Linked DNA regions of Mus musculus: regions 1, 2 and 3 are each linked to region 4. The links are chromatin contacts, called in public Hi-C maps. All regions are on one chromosome and are shown on one strand. The core of a region is the stretch at or near the end of the contact, and the rest is flanking DNA. Distances in the headings are between cores, read along the strand shown.

What was found. Hi-C and Micro-C count contacts between places; a contact is called where the count stands out from the background.
Region 1: a Hi-C map of cerebellum shows a contact between it and region 4, with 4 times the contacts expected there. The contact joins two enhancer-like sites. A contact is called at or near these places in 5 of 484 Hi-C or Micro-C datasets (brain, cerebellar granule neurons and cerebellum).
Region 2: a contact with region 4 is called in a Hi-C map of cerebellum, with 2.8 times the contacts expected there. The contact joins two enhancer-like sites. A contact is called at or near these places in 3 of 484 Hi-C or Micro-C datasets (cerebellar granule neurons and cerebellum).
Region 3: a contact with region 4 is called in a Hi-C map of cerebellar granule neurons, with 7 times the contacts expected there. The contact joins two enhancer-like sites. A contact is called at or near these places in 4 of 484 Hi-C or Micro-C datasets (cerebellar granule neurons and cerebellum).

Annotation. Positions count from the first base shown.
Region 1 is chr9:91,955,486-91,958,711 of GRCm38.p6, forward strand. The region is part of intron 1 of Gm31409 (a long non-coding RNA gene); the gene reads right to left. Among named protein-coding and RNA genes, the nearest start is that of Gm31409, 4.1 kb to the right of the region's middle. Within about 2 kb of position 1,601, at least 2 of the 459 cell types and tissues checked have an H3K27ac peak or open chromatin away from gene starts, as enhancers often do. A contact at or near this core is called in cerebellar granule neurons and cerebellum, where this site is marked.
Region 2 is chr9:92,044,285-92,047,284 of GRCm38.p6, forward strand. No RefSeq gene overlaps it. Among named protein-coding and RNA genes, the nearest start is that of Gm31409, 85 kb to the left of the region's middle. Within about 2 kb of position 1,292, at least 6 of the 459 cell types and tissues checked have an H3K27ac peak or open chromatin away from gene starts, as enhancers often do. A contact at or near this core is called in cerebellar granule neurons and cerebellum, where this site is marked.
Region 3 is chr9:91,129,203-91,132,371 of GRCm38.p6, forward strand. No RefSeq gene overlaps it. Among named protein-coding and RNA genes, the nearest start is that of Gm31114, 200 kb to the left of the region's middle. Within about 2 kb of position 1,334, at least 6 of the 459 cell types and tissues checked have an H3K27ac peak or open chromatin away from gene starts, as enhancers often do. A contact at or near this core is called in cerebellar granule neurons and cerebellum, where this site is marked.
Region 4 is chr9:91,544,037-91,546,949 of GRCm38.p6, forward strand. The region is part of intron 2 of Gm29478 (a long non-coding RNA gene); the gene reads left to right. Among named protein-coding and RNA genes, the nearest start is that of Gm29478, 140 kb to the left of the region's middle. Within about 2 kb of position 1,580, at least 3 of the 459 cell types and tissues checked have an H3K27ac peak or open chromatin away from gene starts, as enhancers often do. A contact at or near this core is called in cerebellar granule neurons and cerebellum, where this site is marked.

The sequences.
Region 1 (3,226 bases), core at 351-2,850, 410 kb after region 4:
CATCCTTGTTGATGTCTTGTTTAAAACATATCCTCTCATGAAATACAGAACTGAAACTCAAAATTCTTGTCCTATTTGTGTGTGTGTTTAAAATATTTTGTGAATAAGACCTGACGGTGAGAGACTGTAATCACGGCTCTAGAGGAGGCCGAGGTAGGAGGATTATATGTATAAGATCTGTTTCAGTAACTTAGACCCTGGCTAAAACTAAAAATTGGAAGAAAATCTAGGGCTTTTATGGCTCAGTAGAAGAGTAATTGCCTAGCACGAATGAAGCTTTAGGTTCCTTACAACAAAGAGCAAAAGAAAATATACATTTGGTAAGTAAACATAATTTTCTTTTCAATTTTAACAGCAGACAAACCTTCAAGTTTTATGAATTCTGGATATGAGGAAGCTATTCTGTGATAGAGTCCAATCTTTCATCTCATTTCTATCTTTGAATTAAGTCATTTTGTTACTTCATGAATATTTGAATTAAATATTTTTGTAGTCATAGTTTCCATCTTTTAATTATTATCATCTAATTAATAGTTAATCCCTGTTAATATATTAATATATAATCCCTGTTACTAAATATAATATTAGTATATAAGCATACTTTCTCCCAAATTAGCACCATATTTCCTTTATATTTTTCTACTCTTTTTTTCCACTCTTCATTGGACACTCTCTTTTTGTTTGTTTGTTTGATTTTTGTTTTGTTGTTGTTGTTGTTGTTGTTTGAGACAGTGTTTCTCTGTATAGCCCTGGCTGTCCTGGCTCACTCTGAAGACCAGGCTGGCCTCGAACTCAGCAATCCTCCTGCTCTTCCTCCCAAGTGCTGGGAATAAAGGCATGTGCCACCTCTGCCCAGCTTCATTGGACACTCTTGTGCTTACTTGGTTGGTTCCTTTCTTTCATGGTATTTATATTCAAGTGGTAGGATATTTTAGCTGATTGATTTTAATTCTGTACTTACTTTCTAACTTAATGCTTCTAATATAGATCTCTATAAACAAAATATAGTTTTCACGTGCATTTTAGAAGTCTATCTTTGTTAATATTCTTTGTTAACATTTGGGGTCTCATTATGCAGCCTTGGCTGGCCTGGAGTTCACAGTGCAGACCTGGCTGGCCTTGAATTCACAGAGATTTTCCTGCCTCTGCTTCGCTGATATTGGGATTAAAAGCATGAAGCACCATGCCTGGCTTTCTTTGTTAATATTTGATTTGCTTATGTATGACTTTTCTATTGTTCCTTTTTTGTTGTTGTTGATATGATGACGCAAGAGAGGTATTATCAAATAGGTACATGCATCAGAAAGTAATTTTAATATAAGCATGTCATTTTTATTGTTGTAAAAATTACATAACAACATTTTATTGACTGTGTTTCTGGCTTTAAATGTACATATGATTTGTTTAAATGCCCACAACTGTCTAGCCATTGGTTAATCTATGTATCAGTTTATTTTTTCTGCTTTTGCTTTGGTAAGATCTCATAGCCCAGACTAGCCTCCATTTTTATATGTAGCCAATCTGAGCTTGACCTCCTGGTCTAACAGCCTCTATTCCCCAGATTCATAGGCATATGTAACCACACCTGGCCTTTTGCATACCAAATTAACTGACCAAGTCAAATTTGACTGCAATGAAAGTCCATGTGCATACGGGTGGTATTGTATGTATCATGGGGTGAATTTCAAATCCTCTCTGATGCTTCTGCACAGATTATTCTCAATGCTTGCGGTTATCATCCTTCTCCCCCTTGGTTGTCACCTATTCTTGAAGATCAGGTGAATTGAAGACCTCTTTGATAATTTCTCTTCTACTAACCAAATCTGTCAATGCAGAAGCTAGAAACGGTGTCTCTCTCTTTACTAACTAAAGCAAGGTACCATCACTTAATTTACTCTACTGCATTGTAATCATAATTCTCCCAGACTTGGCTTGAAGCAAGCATTCAGTATGTCTAGTGCTTGGCATGTACTAGCCACAGAACACTCAGCTAGCCAGATTTTATAAGAAACTTGGCATTTTTCCCTTCATATTCTCGGCAGATAATAATAATGATCATGCTATTTTTACTAGGGCATTACTGTATAGAATATTAATATGTAAAATTTAATTTATCTTATAACTGCAAATTGTTATATAATTTTTATACATTTTTAAAGTGAGTGAAAAATGAAGTCATAGATTGGTAAGTAAACTCAAGGTCACACAATGAGTGTCAAGGCCAATTTTATTACCAAGAAATTTCAATACTAGTGTGTGGATACTGAATATAGGCTTAATAAATCTGATGCAGGGTGAATAAATATCTACCAAAAGGCAGTAAAACATACATCAAATGTTTCAATGGTTATGAGGTTTTATGAATTTTTTTGGTATATATTGCTTTCATTGTTTATTCAAGAAGATCCACTTGTTAAAGCAGGATGGAGCCAAATAATTTCTTCAAAGATCTGTGGCAAGTTTTGTGATATTCGTATAGAGAAAAACAGGTATTTGCAATAGTTTTAATATTAAATTTTAGAAATAATTTGATAATATACAAATTGAATTTCTTCACATTGTGATACTGTATGCAAAAATGTAACAGTTCATTCATAATAACTTCAAATTGACATGATAAGGACACAAAAACTCACTTGGATTTCAGAGTAACATTGACTTATTCTTTGAATTTATATTGATCATTGAATCAATATTAAAATGCACTTTTGGTTTAGGTTATATATATATATATATATATAATTACAATTTGCAAAAAATAAAATAATTTAATTGGTTGCTTTTTTTACTGTTGATATTCTTTATAGAGATTTGAAATTCATTTTTATTTTTTCAACCATGTTAATCCCACATAAAGAAAAAAATGTCTTTTATATTCTAAAAATTTATTATGGATTTTTTTAAATATGGAAAAAGAGCAATTCAAATAAAATTTAAATCAATTTTTGATAAGCAATAAACTTGTTAATTAAATCACTCAGAATCTGTAAAAATCATGCATTTCAACACACTCACACACACACACACACACACACACACACACACACACACACACACCCTTTTCTGTATGTTAAACATCTACCCTAGCTTACTCACCACCCCTGCATTGAAGTGATAACACTACATATCTCTGGGTTTATTCCACTTCCTTTTTTTCTCTTCCTAAGCATTGTCGTAAAAATAAATGAATATTGTTCCACTGTGCGTGCTTTTACACTCCTCATGA
Region 2 (3,000 bases), core at 42-2,541, 500 kb after region 4:
ACCCGGCCTTGGTTTTGCATTTTTGGGTTTTTGGACAGGCATTAACAGTAAGGGAAGAGAACTATGAAAATAAATAAGAAAAACGAAATGAAAGTTTCACATGCAGAAGCTTTAAGAATTGAGCACTGCCTTCTGGCTGGTTCTCCGTGCACGTCTTCTTGCTGACACACACGGAGAACTAGTGCTGCATATGATTTCCAACTGGAAATCTGTAAAGCCTTCTGCACTCCCTCTCCGCCTTGTTCACACACAGAAGCTGACCACATCTTCACGTCTTCATGGAAATATATAGGTTGCTTTAATTTACCTTATATTTTTAACTGTTCCCTAAGATTTATTTTTACTTCAGACAAAATGGTTTGTCATATGGAAATGATAGTTTAAATTTTGATGTTGAAAGTAAAATTGACTTTTTTTACTTAGAATTTCTGTGATTTTAATTAAGTAAATGTATATTTTACTTGTACATATATACACATATATGTGTGTATATATGCATATATATACACAAATATATATGCTACTTTTTTTACAAGCTATTTCTAAAAACAACCATCCTTGACATAGCAAGGACATAGCCCTTATATACAAATATTATATATGTCATTGAATCCATTTTCTTATATTAAGCTCCATTTTATTTATCTTTCAAAATAAAAAGATGGTTATTATGTAAATTATCAGATAATATACTTCATACACATATGCTTTAGACATATTATCAAAATTACTTAAGGTATTTTTACTAGAATTTGGAGATCATTAAGGAATAATTTGAGATTGTTTTAAATTTTCTGAGGCGAACTGAGAATATAGTTTTGGAGGGCTTTTGATATCTAAGAATAACTCAGTCAAACAATTGCTGTATGCAAATGAATTCAACTTCTTAACTTTTCCACCTTGTTTTGTAGACAGAAAGATTATCATAAAAATCACAAATACACACATTTTATAGTAGCCTGCTAACTGTGTATCAATTTACATTACCTTATCTTCATGAAGACAACATGCCAAGATGCTAGACAACCAATACAAGGGATATTAAACAAAGTCAAGAAAGATTATGTCTGTATGAATGCATTTGCTGGAGATCGGTTTTCATTGGAATCTTAGACTCATTTAAAACATACCAAAGACACAGATTTTGAGCTCTTTCCCAGAAAACAATTCCTTGCTTTGGTTTTTGAAAAGCAATTGAATCAAAGGAAAAATTGATATTCCTTCTGCATTCATCACTTTATCGTGGGTAGAGAGCACCCTCTACTTTCTTCTGATTAAATAGCACCACTCATCTGGAGGAAAAGAAATGGCTGCGTCTATGTGGACAATTTGCTCAAGACATCAGAAAAAGGGATTTGTTTATAAGGTTCATTAGCTCATGGCCTCTACTGGCAGTAACCCATGTTTAGGAGGCCACCATTGTGACACCCTCCAAAGATTCCCCAGAAGGAGGCAAAGTCTAGGAGGAGAATGCCTGCTCTGAAGTCTCCCACTTTCCATGAACTGGGTCTGCAGAGCCACCCCAGGAGGGGAGACGGCAGCTTTGAAAGCTAACACCTTTGTTATTCCAAGTGTTAGAGATGAAGCTGAGTCTCAGATGCCCCAAGGTCTGTGCATCCTTCACCAAACACAGATGGAAGCTGGACTCTTTGAACTGCTTTGAAAATCTGTTACTAAGCTTTGCTTTGGGTCTGCAGAGCAGCCATTGCTAACCTCTGACTGCTTGCAATTTTTATGGCTGTGTGATGACAAGGGATAAAATAGCTTCATTTTAGAAGCAAATGGTTCATATGCCAAGGATAAAGAAAAAAGGGCACCACGTTAGCAAGATTTTATAGCAACTATATAGTAATTATAAGTGATAGTCTTTTAAAAATATAAATTGTAAATAAATCACAAATATTAAGGTAATATTAATTCATTTGCTTTATTATGATAATATTTATGCTTATAATAATAATTTTAAATAGCAAAATGAGGGCATCTTTAGATCAGTTATTGGCATACAGTTCCTTAGAGGTTTGCAGTGATGTTAAAATATATTGATTCTTGAATTCGGAATCAGAAACATCTGCTACTGTAAGTCAATGTCATACTCTGGCTTACATAGTGATTCCATTTAAAAGCATTTTATATTTATCACTGCAGTTTTCATTTTCCTGTGATAGGAAACACATTCAATTAAAGTCACTCTAAATAAACCATCTCCCTTAAGTCATATTTAGTCAACAGTTTATCCTGCACCATTTTAGCCTGTTCCATGTGCTAAGAAAGAGTTCAGCTGTTCTTGCTTTCCTTTCAAAAGCACATCCCATTTCTGCATAAAGAATCAAGACCTTCCTACAAACTGGAGGATTTCAGTTCTATTGTTCTTAATAGAAAAAGTAAGATCTGATCAAGACAGACATCAGTACACAAGGGTATAGTCTCAAAGTAGTTCATTGCAGCTTTGTGAAAGCCTAATAGTGCATATTTGTATGAAAGCAAGTGTTTACATCTGTGCCAAAGAAAAACCAATAAAAACTACCCATTTGGTTAGTGTCAGATAGTTTTAAATGTAAGGTGTCTATGGAGACATTAATGTAACTCTGGTTTACGAGCAACTTTTCTAGGCAGGGGTTTAACAGGAACAACAGACGCTCCATACAGTATATATTTAATAAGAACACAGCCTTTAACCACAGCAGGTTTCCTCCTTGGAGCATGGTGAGGATAACTCTATGACCTACTACCCTGTCTCAGCAGGTCAGCACCTGCAGGAACTAGCCGACTCAGTAATCTCCATCCAAGACCTCTTGAACTTGCTCGCCTGCTAGCTTTTTTAATAGATGTATATATATATATATATAAAAGAGCAGGGATATGAGCTTCTTCCCAGCTCTCACCCCCAGGATACACCAAGTGACTATAAAATTCTTTATTCTATCCTTCCTGCCACAGCATCAACCGCGGTGCAAAGAAGACTTTCACAGCCTGGGAATTTACAACCCCAGCATCATA
Region 3 (3,169 bases), core at 84-2,583, 420 kb before region 4:
AAAAATGTTCCAATCAGTTGCTGCCTTTTTTAATCTATGTTTCTAAGCAATCATATATTTTAAAGTGATTTCACTAGACATGCTAGTTTCTGTATGGTTTTTAATGCACTCTTAAAATTTAGAAGTGTTCCCTTATCATGTAACAAATATAACATTTTTCCATTAATGAAATAAAGCTAACTGGAAAAATAACTCTACTGACATATATATATATATATATATATATATATATATATATATACATATATATATATATATGTGTGTGTGTGTGTGTGTGTGTCAGTAGAGTTATTATATATATTTATATATATTAACAAAATGTTATAAATAATTTCTTTGATTTTCATGAGTATCAAAATCATATGAATTTACTTTTTAAGTTTTTTCATTTGTATTATTATAATTTTAAAGCAATCAAAGATAAAACAGATTACAGCATATCTTATAAATACATATTTTGATAATATATTTGTACAAAATCAAGCTTGAAAATCTCATGTATTAGATAGGTGCTTTGCTATATCTAAAGTGAATTAGTACTATGCAAAATTCACCAATTCCTTGTCTGTCGGGGCCAAAGCTGAATGACAGCTACAGATTTAAAATGTATTTGCTGAGAAAACACATCAGAAACTCAAATGTGACTAGGTTCTAATCTAGTTTTCACTGTTGGCTCTTAACACTTAATTTCATACTTAAAAGCCATTTGATTTATCTCTTCTTGTTACATGTAGATTTGGTACAGCTAAATACAGACGGACTGGTGGAATATATACTGGCATTAATAAGACAGTATCCTTTATAGTTAAAGTCACATAATCAGCGAGATTTTTTACATTTGATTTTCATTCTTAAACACCCACGAAATAGCAACAGCGCCTACTCTCTTCCTAGTTTGACTTGCAGAAAGAAACAGGCCAAGAATGACTGGGATACGTAAATATGTAATTCTATGCAGAGCCGGTGAAACTAAGTACAAGAAAAACATAAATACCTCGTCAGGAAAAGTTTTCAGTGTAGCTCAGGCATAACTTTTCAACTCTTCCAGTTATTTTAACATCAAAATAAGCGTGGCAGAAAGCACAGGAGGAAAAGCGCCCGACTAAAACGGCTCCTAATGTGCTCTTTTGAATCGGGTATCCAAAACTGCCTGTTTAGGCTGCATCTAATCTAGCACAAGTAGGTGTTGTCTGAATTTTATGCTATCCACCCACGTTTAAGTAGTTTTTCACCTTAAAACTAGGAAAGAGAGTCGAGGAGTGAAACAGCCAATCCACAACTGAGGTAACAGTTGCCTTGTACGATAGACAAGTTCTTTGGGACCAAGATACCCCACAGACTGACTAACTAGGACAAGGGATGAAGCTTGGCCTTGTTCACTGCCATCAAAACAAAGGCTCATATTGCATGAAAATCCTGTGCAAATGAGCCATAATGGCGTGAATGACAATCTCCTAAGACCATGCAGCAAGGCCCGTGTTTGATCTGAAACACTGTTAATCTTTCTCACACATAGCACACTAGTACACTTGGGAAATCCTCCATGAGTACTTCCCTACAGCCGGAGCAGGAGCAAGAGATGGAAAGGCATCAAGCAAAAGTTCTGTCTTGGCCACTACTTCATTTGAGTCATTTTTCACTTTGGTTTTTTTGGTGATTTGGTTCAGATAGTCACAGAAAATTTAGACCTCACTCTTCTTTACTTCAAAACTTTGTGTTTTTTTTTAACTGTCTCTTTTGTATAAATATATGGTGTTACTGTTATGTTTTAAAAGGTTTCCAAGGGCTATAACAATTAGAAACCGTTTGAAATGTCTTATTTGTGTAGGTTGTGTCATTAATCCTAGTGGAATCAGACACTACACCAAAACATGTAAGAAAGGAAAAAGCCAGCATAAGAGGGGAGAATAAGAGATAGGGAGAAAGGAAATGGGAGGAAAAAGGTGGGTAGAAGAAGAGGGAGGGGGGAGGAGAGAGGGAGAAAGGGAGGAAAGGGTGAAGGAGGAAAGAAGGGAGAAGGGGGAAGGAAAAAAGGAGAGATGTTTTCTACTGTAAGAAAAGACTGATTTTGGTGTTTCCATTTCAAATACAATTTAAACCATCAAAATAGCTCATAAGAAATTACAGGTCAGACTTTTGAATCACAGACGGCCTTTTATTTTCCTTTCTAATATTTAAATGAACTGTTTGCTTGGAGAGCCAAATATGTAAGGCACATGTGTTCAGTACAAGCTGAGTAAGTCATGCCAACTCAAAGATGGTAGGAAGTATGCCTCCTTCGTTGTGTTTTCCTTTTGAAGTGTTGCCTAAAAATCAGGCCTGGGCTTCAAAGAGGAGGATTACAGCCTTTATCCAGCAATTAATATGGTTGGGACTCAGAACATCAGCATCTGACCACAACACTAGCCGACAGAAGCATAGCAGGAATTCATTCTCTTTCAGGACTTAAGTAAATCATAAAAATGAATAAATAAGCAGTAATATATTGTTGATACTTGGCAGAGAAAGAAGGGGCAGAGCTAAGCTTTCGCATCTAGTAACCAACCTGCGTTTTCATATCCAGGCAAGCATTTCCAAAATCTGAGATCCCTGGACCTCTAACAAGGTTTCTACATCTGGATCATTTTACTCTCCCACCAGCTTTTAAGAAAGAAATGCTCTCCAGTAAGAAATCCATTCCTTTCTCCTTATAGAGTGGATCAGATAATCATTTGGATGTGGAGAAGTCCTTCTTCCTGTCAAAGTTCAAGGTTTCAAAACATGGTCAGAATATAAAAACAAATAAAACTCTGTAGGATCTGCAGGAAGCATTTTAAGCACATTAGATTACGCAGAGTGCTCATCCTAGATGACAGAGTTGGGGCCTCACTTTTCTTTCTCGATTTCATTGTAAGAATCTTTTGAAAGGGGATGCCAGGGGTGTGATCGGTTAGCACATGATCCTTACACAGAATCTTCTGGCAAAATCCTAGAATGATGATTCCTTCCTGTTACTGGGCAACTGTAGAATTGAAGTCCATAGAACATCTTTCATTTCACCTCAGTACTTTGCTATGTTAGATCTTGATTTTTTTTTTATTTTAGTTTGTGTTTGAGATATTTCTCAGGTCTCCCAGCAGGCTTGCCATGTATCCAAGGCTAATATTAAATTTTCTTATCAATTCTGATC
Region 4 (2,913 bases), core at 330-2,829:
ACCTTTTGTGGAAAAAAAGAACTTTCCCCATAGTCTTACAAAATATTGACTAGTAGAGAATGGAAACAAACTTGCCAAATGTCATTTCATTCTGTGACTCTTTCAGAAATCATTGCATCATTCCCATTTAAAAAAATAAAAAAAACCTCTGCTTATAAAGAAGGCACAAAGATTATTATTTCAATCTTACATAGGTTAGTGATCCATTTAATATTTAAAAAGCTAATGTTTCATATTTTGATATGCTACATATTAGTTTGTGTCCAAGTGTCTGTATTAGCAGCAGGAACTCTGAAGCTTCTTATTTTAATTAAGAAAATATTTTCAATATTGTTCTACAGTTTATATAAACAGTGAGAAATATTTTGCACTTTAAAAATGTGGGTTAAAACAAAACTAGGTAATGTTTCTTTTATTTGAGCCAAGAAAAATAGTACCACGAATCCTTTTCTCATATTGCTGTGTGGAAATAGTTTTCCACCTAAAACCCCTGGCTCTCTCTTTTTCTTATAAAATGTATGCATGCAAAGATGCTAGTGTGAGATACGTTTCCAGGCACATTTATTCTAATGGTGAAGCTGGCTTATTTTGTGACACATTTTATATTTCCATGACAAACCGAATGCTTTTTGTCCACCAGTGATGTAGAATAATTAATCAGAGCCATCCTGGGAGGAGGACCCATCCCATTCTGTGTTGGTTTGTAAAACATCCCTGGGTGAGAGGCCTCTCAGCAGGCTCACTCACGTTACCTGTAATTTTTCACATGTGTATAGTTCATCACTAGTGACACTCTGGCTTTCAGATCAGTCATCTCTTAGAACTTAAAATTGATATATCAGTCTCAGCATAAAATGCTATCATTCCCGTGGACCAACTGTTTACCGGAGTATAACTCCTCCTGTGTCTCATTTCATCACACTGTTCCACACAGTGATGTTTCAATGTGAAATGAAGTTTTTTCATGCTGTGCCCCTGAGTAGAAAAAAGACAGAAGTACATGTATGATAAATGGTGAAGATTCCGTGATAACCCTTGGAAAACAATATAGTGTAGAAGCATTCTGTATTATATTTGCTTTAATAATTTAAGGCATAAATGTGGCTTTTAAACTTTTATAACAAATACGATTTATGCAGCAGTGAGAAATGATCAATTATATTTTCTGTGAATCACTTCATCTTCCATCTTATACAGAAATTAACAGCACGCTACTGCTGTTGAATTGCCATGGTGGAATATTTGTGTAGGCTACGCTATTAGTAAAATGTAAAATCACCATCATGTTGTTCAACTCTATGTCTTTAATTACAGTTTTGCAAGAGAAAGGATTTACTTTAAATTTTTATTAAGTCTATTCACTTTGTCTATGTGGGGCTGGGGACCGAATTCTGGCTTTTAATAGCAACAACAGAATTTAGGAAAAACATCTTGTTGAATTCCCTTATGCCTGAAAGACACTGTCGTGTTTGCATTCTTTCTTGGCACAAAGTGCATTTTCTTTGTGGCTCTGAGTGTCGCCTGGCTGTGGCATCGGCATCCCACTGATTATTACGAGGGCTGATTCAACGGCTTTGGCTCACTGGGCTGGGTTCTGTAGACTTCCTTCACAACCCTAAAAGCTGTGCATTGGCAGAAGATGATGACATCCCTGGGGAGACTAGAACCACTTAATTTTTGTCAAAATGGAAATGAGTTTTTCCTTTTAGCACATCTTGATTTGATCTGATAGGTTATTTTAAAAATGGAAGGCAAGATTGTTTCACCAAAAATGGATGCAAACAATGTTTTAAATTTGATATGGCATTGCAAATACTCAACGTTTTCCAGAGAGAACATTTTTTAGTTTACATTTGAAATTCTTACCTTTTTATTTTCACTATTGTACTGTGTATGCTTTAGATTATTTCACTGTGTGCTTTTGAGATGATGTCTAAGCACTAAGCCACAGCCACAAGATATATGATGAGTTGTTTAACTAAAGGTAGAGTGATTACAAAGAATTCTGAAGGTTGAAACATACTTTATAGTATGAGTTTTGAAAATAGATTAACTAACAGGTGATTATTTCCATCCTGTTGAAAGTATAAGAAATTCAGTAATGACTAAATGACTTGCTGGCGCCTCTTCATTGTGCCTGTGCATGTGTTGGATATGCACAATCATGTAAAAGAAAATAGTTCAAAACTGTGAGCATAACAGACATTTTCATTTGGAGACTAAAATTCTGTTGTGTCTACATTTGTTCAGCAGGTGAGATATTTTGGTAATACTACTATGGCATACTGAAATATTGCTAGAAAACTAAAAGTAATCTGCTTTTATGCTTTGTATTAGCTTAAGGATCTATTACCCAAATAAAATAAATTTGGTGTTATGTTTTCATGTTTAATTAGCCTTGGGAAGAAGGTATGTTCAATAAAAATATATCAGGAATTATACTCATCCCTTTGTGTACTTGTATTATTTTAGGAGAAATTTCAACAGCAGCCTTATTTTCAAAGCTCAGTTCAAGTTGACTTTTCATTACTTGAATAATAGTGTTCTTATGTGTATAGTAAGATGTGTAGTTTTCCTCAGTTTCACAATCCTCCCTGCTACCAATAGCCCACTTCAAGTGGGACATTTATTACAAATGATTAACCCAGTATTTTGTATTCTGTAACAGTATTTTATATTCTGAAATATGGATTTCATTATCTAGCTATTGTTTTAGGAAGCTTTCAAATGCTTACTTAAAGGAGTTTCACAGTTATTCTAGAAGTTTAGGTGGATGGGTTGGTCCTCCAGTTCTAACAAGTATGGAGCCTGAGGCTAGAGGTTATCTTGAGCGTAGGGTTTCAAGACCACTTTGTAAAACAGAAAACAGACATCTCAAAAGGGGAAAAGAGAACATGAACGTGGACTAGAGTC